Regions from separate parts of the Mus musculus genome. Here region 1 is linked to region 2. The links are chromatin contacts, called in public HiCAR-type maps. All regions are on one chromosome and are shown on one strand. The core of a region is the stretch at or near the end of the contact, and the rest is flanking DNA. Distances in the headings are between cores, read along the strand shown. Region 1 holds the start of Rbm43 (RNA binding motif protein 43). Region 2 holds the start of Mbd5 (methyl-CpG binding domain protein 5).

What was found. HiCAR-type assays count read pairs that join an accessible place to other places.
Region 1: a HiCAR-type map of astrocytes shows a contact between it and region 2, with 4 times the contacts expected there. The contact joins the promoter of Rbm43 here to the promoter of Mbd5 in region 2. A contact is called at or near these places in 2 of 39 promoter capture datasets (the C10 cell line and pre-B cells), 1 of 115 datasets of contacts at active chromatin or transcription factors (astrocytes) and 1 of 9 other capture datasets (liver).

The regions. Positions count from the first base shown.
Region 1 is chr2:51,933,427-51,936,538 of GRCm38.p6, forward strand. It overlaps Rbm43 (RNA binding motif protein 43), which reads right to left and starts at 1,737. Exons shown (of 5, transcript NM_001141981.2): 1 at 1,406-1,737.
Region 2 is chr2:48,948,193-48,951,339 of GRCm38.p6, forward strand. Mbd5 (methyl-CpG binding domain protein 5) reads left to right here and starts at 1,316. Exons shown (of 17, transcript NM_029924.2): 1 at 1,316-1,357. Orc4 (origin recognition complex, subunit 4) reads right to left here and starts at 1,075. Exons shown (of 14, transcript NM_011958.4): 1 at 925-1,075.

The DNA.
Region 1 (3,112 bases), core at 487-2,986, 3.0 Mb after region 2:
AACCAAACCAAAAAGAGGGGGAGGGAGGAGGAGGGGCGGGGAGGGGGGAGGAGGGAGGGGAGAGGAACAGGGGGAAGTTGTTTTCAGCACACAAAGCTGGGGCAGGGATGTGGGGAGGGGGGGGGGGCATGGCTCATGTTGGTCGAATACAAGGCAAAGGGAGACCTCCTGAAGATAAAATTCTCAAAACTGTAAAAAGTTAAAACTTACTGGGTATATGACAAAAAAGACACTTTAATGGAAGTAAACTATTTGTCTTCTAGATGGTATAGTGAAAAGATGAAAATATACCTCAGTCTAGTCCTCAGACACTTAATGCAATTTCCCTTACAAGAGGAACTTTTCAGACTTCCAGCCTGTGTGACTTCCTGGCTTTTATCTCTGCAGCACAGTTCCCTGACAGCCCACGCCAGCCTCCTTGGTAAGTGGCTCATGAACTACAGACCTTCCAGCCATTCATCAATATCAAAGACAAATATCCATTTAAGCTCAGGAGAGCTCCACACCTCATCAGCACTAATGCGTTTCTTAATTCAAGTGTCTACGCACACGTTATCTTTAGAATCACCTTGTTCTGCAAGACCTCACTTCATTCCGTGGTCTCGTCAACGTCCTGCACATCCTTTCTTCACTAACTCACTTAAGTCTGAGGACATGTGGCTACATGCCTTCTCCTGAGACCCGTTATAAGCAGAGAATGACCTGTCTTCCTCTGTGCACAGTGAAGAAGAAAAACAATCCACTCAAAGACTATGAAATACGGGAATTTCAGCAGAGGTGTGGTGCCATTTTACAGTTTCCATGCTCTGCTTTAAGAAGCTCTGGCCTTGATGTCAGAAAGGAAGGAAGGAAGGAGAAAAAGAGGGAGAGAGAGGGAGACAGACAGACAGACTGACAGTGGTGTAAAGTAACACTTTCTTCTTAAGTGTGGCACTAAGAAGAAATATTTCATTTGCTGTTTTGTTTTCTATTTGTTTTCTCAATAGTTTATTTTCATGCACTATACCTTGACTCTCACCAAGTAAAACACACACACACACACACACACACACACACACACACACACACACACACACACACACACACAAAATCAGGTAAAATATATATAGAAACTCACGCACTCACTGTAACAGCTCCAAAACACAGTCATCTAGGCAAAACCCCGGGTCCCTGGTCAAAGGCCTAGCTCTGACGGAGAGAGGGACAGCAAGCCAGTGCCTTCAGCTCAGACACTTCTTACTGGCTCCTTCCAGTAGTTAGCCTCCATTTCTGGGTCACTGTCCTCGCCCCCACTCCTAACCGCAGTCCCGCCCAAACCACCTTCCGGACAAAACCCGTGAGTCCCTGCCTATTGAGCAGGGGCGGGTGAGAAAAGAGGCCGTATCCCCACGCGTGGGAGCCAGACCTGCTGCGCCCGTGACGGCCACTTCGGGGCGCGCGACCGCGCAGGACACGTGCTCCGGGACCCTCGGCGCGCCTTCCTGCACTGCAACCCGGGGAAAAGCGACTTGCCAGGCCTCGGAGATGTTCGAGCAGCGGGAGCGCTAAACTGGAGGTGAACGGGTTCCGCTTTCGCTTTCCAGTTCCGTTTCCTTGGAGACTCAGTTTGGAAGGGCGGAGCCCGGCTGGGTCGGTCCCTTGGCGCCTTTGAGGTACCTGTGCAAGATGCCCCAGGGGCATCTGGGCTTCTCTCCAAACTCATTCCTAGGCTTTGCCCCGTCTCTCCAGCGCATTCTCAAACCCGATCCCCGACACTTCCTTCCCGCCAGCAGGGTCCGCCCAGGCTCATCACCGGTGGAACGCAGAGCACATGAAGAAGGTACCCTGCTGCCCACAAAACTCAATCACTTGGCCGAATGGCCCTGGAGCCTGGGACACAAGAAATCTAGCCCAGTAAAATCAAAGAAATATAAAGGCAAAAGCAGAGCACGAACTCCCTTGTAAAGAAATAGAAACTGAAATTGGGAGATACCAATTTTCAACCGGTGTGCTCAAATTAGCAGATCCCACAAACCAGTTTAGATGCAAACATTTCTAAAGATTTGGACATCTCTCAGGGACTCAGAATACAGCTCCCCACATAAGCACTTTAGCTTGCCCTATTCCTGAAGCCAAGTCCCTCTGACCCCTTCCTGACTCTCTCCTGCATTTTTGTTGACCCTAAGCCAGTCACAGAAAACAGGATTCTTCTTCCCCAACGTTGGGTCATATAAAATAGACACCTCTCGTCCCAAACAAGCTATGAAACATACTCCCCTCTCTCTGAGGGAAGTCCCATTCCCGCATTAAGGAATGCTGCACAGAGCAAAGATGAATCCAGACAGGCTGGGATGGCTAATCTTGACTGTCAACTTGATTAATTTGGGAAGAGGACCTTCAACTGAGAAACTACCTCTGTACTGTAGGCATGTCTGTGGCATTTTCTGTCCTTTTTTCATTTTTTGGTTTTTCGAGATAGGATTTCTCTGTGTAACTCTGGCTGTCCTGGAACTTGCTCTGTATACCAGGTTAGCCTCGAACACAGGGATATCTGCCTGCCTTGGCTAGAATTAAAGGGGTGTACTGCCGCTATTGGAGTGTGGCATTTTCTTGATTGCTAATTTATGCAGAAGAGGTGAGCCTCCTGTGGGCGGTACCATCCTTAGGCAGGTGAAAGTGAGCAGACAGGAAGTGGTCAGCAGCAGTTCCGCCAGGCTCCTGCTTCAGGTTCCTGGCTTGCGCTGCTGTAACCTATAAACCAAAATAGACCTTGACCTTCCCAGGGTGCTTTGGGTCATGGAGTTTATCCAGCAATAGAGAGCAAACCAGAACAAGAAAGCGAACTTCTGTCCAGTCACAGTTCCCAAAGCTGTCCAATCTTTATCTACCTTGAGCATAAAAACTGTATTTTTCGGGCCTCTGGCTGTTTCTCTCGGATGACCTCTGTGTCACATTCAATGGTGATAAGCTATTAATAAAATTAGTATGCTGTTCTGATGCTCTTCTTCTTTTCAGTAGGATTGGTAGCCGTGACCTTTACCGTGACTAAGGTAAAGGTCTTCCTGTTCTAGCATTATCAAAATACAAAGACATGCAAGCGTGTAAATGTGCAATTATCCTCAAACTTAGCAGC
Region 2 (3,147 bases), core at 66-2,565:
AATTACCTCCCTAGGACGAAGGAAAAAAAAAAAAAAGCACCGTGCAATGGATACATTAAATAGCGTACTGTATAGACTTGCACCAAGAACAATTCGGGAAAATGTGTAACTTTTAACAGACTGAATCCTACTGAGCAGAACTAAAATAGTTAAGACTAAGTAAGAGTAAGTGCGAAGATCTCCGATTTTGAATTTTTTTTAATGTAACTTGGATTATTAAAGACGAGGTAATAGTCCTCCGATGTATCTTGACAAAAACCAGCTAAAAGACTAACGAAGAAAGTTAAAATGAAAAAGAAGCCGTTATTTCACTATAAAAAAAAGAAACACCCAGACAAAAAGCTTTCTCTTTAGCTCCACAAGAAAAGAATATTTCAAGGCTTTTCTTTTTTAGTGACAAAACTCTGTATGAAAGACCAAACAATCCCAAGCATCCTCAAACGGGCAGTCTTTTGTGTTTGCAGCATTAAGGCAGAGAGCATGCAGGGAGCCCTCACTCAGACCTTTCCTGCCCGTTCCTTGCCTACATGCCTACAGCTTCTCCAAAATCCCAAAGAAAACAGAAAAGTCAGGAAGGCAGGATGTGTATGAGCAAGGCTACCGCAGAAGCTGATCAAAAGGCACACATCTGGTTAGGTTTTTCCAAATATGTCGCACGCTCTAAAGCAGGTAGTGCTTCTCTCTCTGCAGAGAACCTGACCTCTCAACACTGCCCAATCATGTTCCTCACCCAAAAGCCTTCTGTAGCCCGTCTCTGCTGAGCTCTGTGCCCGCTTCGTCCACAGCAGCTCCCGGAAGCCGAGAGCCAGGGGCAGGCCTCCTGCTTTAGGCCTACCCGGCCTGCACGAGCCTCCCACTCCCCTCAGATTGTCCACCCGCCCGTAGCCACTGCGGCCCTCACCTTGCCTACGAGACCGGCCTTACCTCTCCCAGTCAAGCCTGCCTAAATCGGGCAAAGCCGGCCGCCGCCGACGGTGAGGACCGAAGGATGTTCACCACCTTCTCAGTCCCGCTGCTCCTACTGCAGCCCACCGCGCACAGCAACTCCCAGCATGCACGGCGACCGGCCGGCTTTGGCGGCCCCGCCCCCGCTCCGCCCCACCACGTGACCTGCTTTCAGGTCGGTCCCCGCCTACTTCCGTCCCTCCGCTCTCCCAGAGGAGGGAGGAGGCAGCTGGGGCTGCTCTAGAGTAGCAACTTCCTCCCTCTTCCCGCCCCCGCCCGGCTACCCCCTGCTTACAATGGCTTCCGGGTCGCCAGCGCCTTGGAGCCTTCTGGGAAAACCATCTCATTTCCTCCCCTCCCCCTCCTCCTTGCCTTCCACCAACCAGCCTCCCGTCAGAACGGGACATGCGCAGTGAGTGCCTCCCGTCTCGTCTCCCCGAGCCCCCCCTCCCCCCCAAGCAGAGAGACCCCAGCAGCAGCAGCAGCTGATGATGAAGAGAGAGGCAGTGGCAGAGGGGGGGCACCTTTTATTTCTATTTTTAAAGGGACAGGACACTAATTTTACCCCACTTCAACCTTGAATTGAGGGGGGTGGGGGGAAGGCGGCCGAGTTCCTCCCCCACCCTCCAGCTCTGAGCCCCGAGTGGGGGAATTGAGCCTGAGAGAGGAGAGGAGTTTCTTCTTCTTAGAAAAACCCCCATCCACGACTCCTACCCGCTCAGCCCTCCACACGCCTGCTTCCAGAGCCCCCTCCACCCTCCTTCTCTGTGGCCGGGAGAGAAGGAGAGAAAGAGACCAAAAGCCTCTTAGCAACACAGACCCTTGGCTGCTGCTGCTGCTACTGCTGCTGCTGCTGCTGCTGTTGCTGTTGCTGCTGCTTGGCCCTGGCTGAAGACATCTCCCTACACCGGGAGCAGCCACTTCCCCAGCTCTCCTCCTCCTCCTTCGCCTCCTCCTCCTCCACTCCCCCCCTTTATTACCCTTTGTGTCATCCTCCACAGCTCCAGGGAAGGCACTCAAAAGTGGGGGGCAGGAAAGGTAAGTGTGTCTGTGGGGGCTCCATTGCCTTCCTCTGGCTCTGACTTTCACTCCGGGGCAGCAGTAGCACCAAACCTCATACGCAGTGGAGCTCCGGGGTGAGGAGGGGGTGGTGCTGGGGGGGGGGGGAGTGAAGGAGGGGCGGGAGTGAGGAGGGGTGTGTGAGGTGGGGTGTCCACCCTGTCAGGGAAGGAAGGACACTTTTATTTTTATTTGCTGTTGTCAAAAGTGCTTTCTCCAGCTAACATCTGATTGTGTCTTGCTTCACTGGGGGAGAATACAAAAACAACCCCCTCCTTCCTCCAATGAGGCGCCAGGGAAAGAGACAGAAAAGAGGCATACTTTCTGGATGTCACTTAAAAAATTACGTTTGGAGAGATTTTTTTTTCCTCTTTCCTCAGGAAAAGCTGCCTGCATTTGTTTCTGAGTGGGAAAATGTCGGGATCTGAATTGTGTTGGAACTGCTTTAACCAGTTGTAGACCTGAGTGTTTCTCTCTCTTTGCTTGTCTGTGGCTTGGATATTGACTTTAGTGTTGAAAGACTTGACTGGTTTTACGTTAGGTGTTTAGCTTCTCCATTTTTCATTTTGTCTGAATGGCATAGCGAATTTCAAATTTTACTTCATAAGGCCTTTGGTTGGATTTTACACTTGTCTCTCTCTCTCTCTCTTTTTTTTTTTTTGTAAAAAATATTTGCTTCATGTTTGACTATATATTTAAAGCTTAAAATGCTTAAAGTTTAAATGCCATTGGTATTCTCTTTTCCCACATACCTTTCTGGTATTCATTTTCCACAACATGGAAATATTAGATATTTCATAACTAACTTTTCCCCCTCTAATCGTTGTAACTTGTCTGAACAAGTAATCCCCATTGAAAACTTTATGTTGTTCTTGCTGCATAGAAGGCCAGATATCCCCATCAATATTTTGCTGGATTGGTATCACTTCAGTTTTAACTGAATTATTTATTTACTGTTGTAAACCGAGAAGAGGTTTTCATCTCAATTTTTGTTGTGAACAAATTGTTCACATATGTAACAAAATTAATTTCCAAAATAAACTTTAATGAGTTAAAAAATCATGAAGTTGTAGTTTGTTATAGTTGGCAACAATCGAAAGGTAAATCTAGATTTAGATTTATAGAGTAGCAGTCTTGATTAAA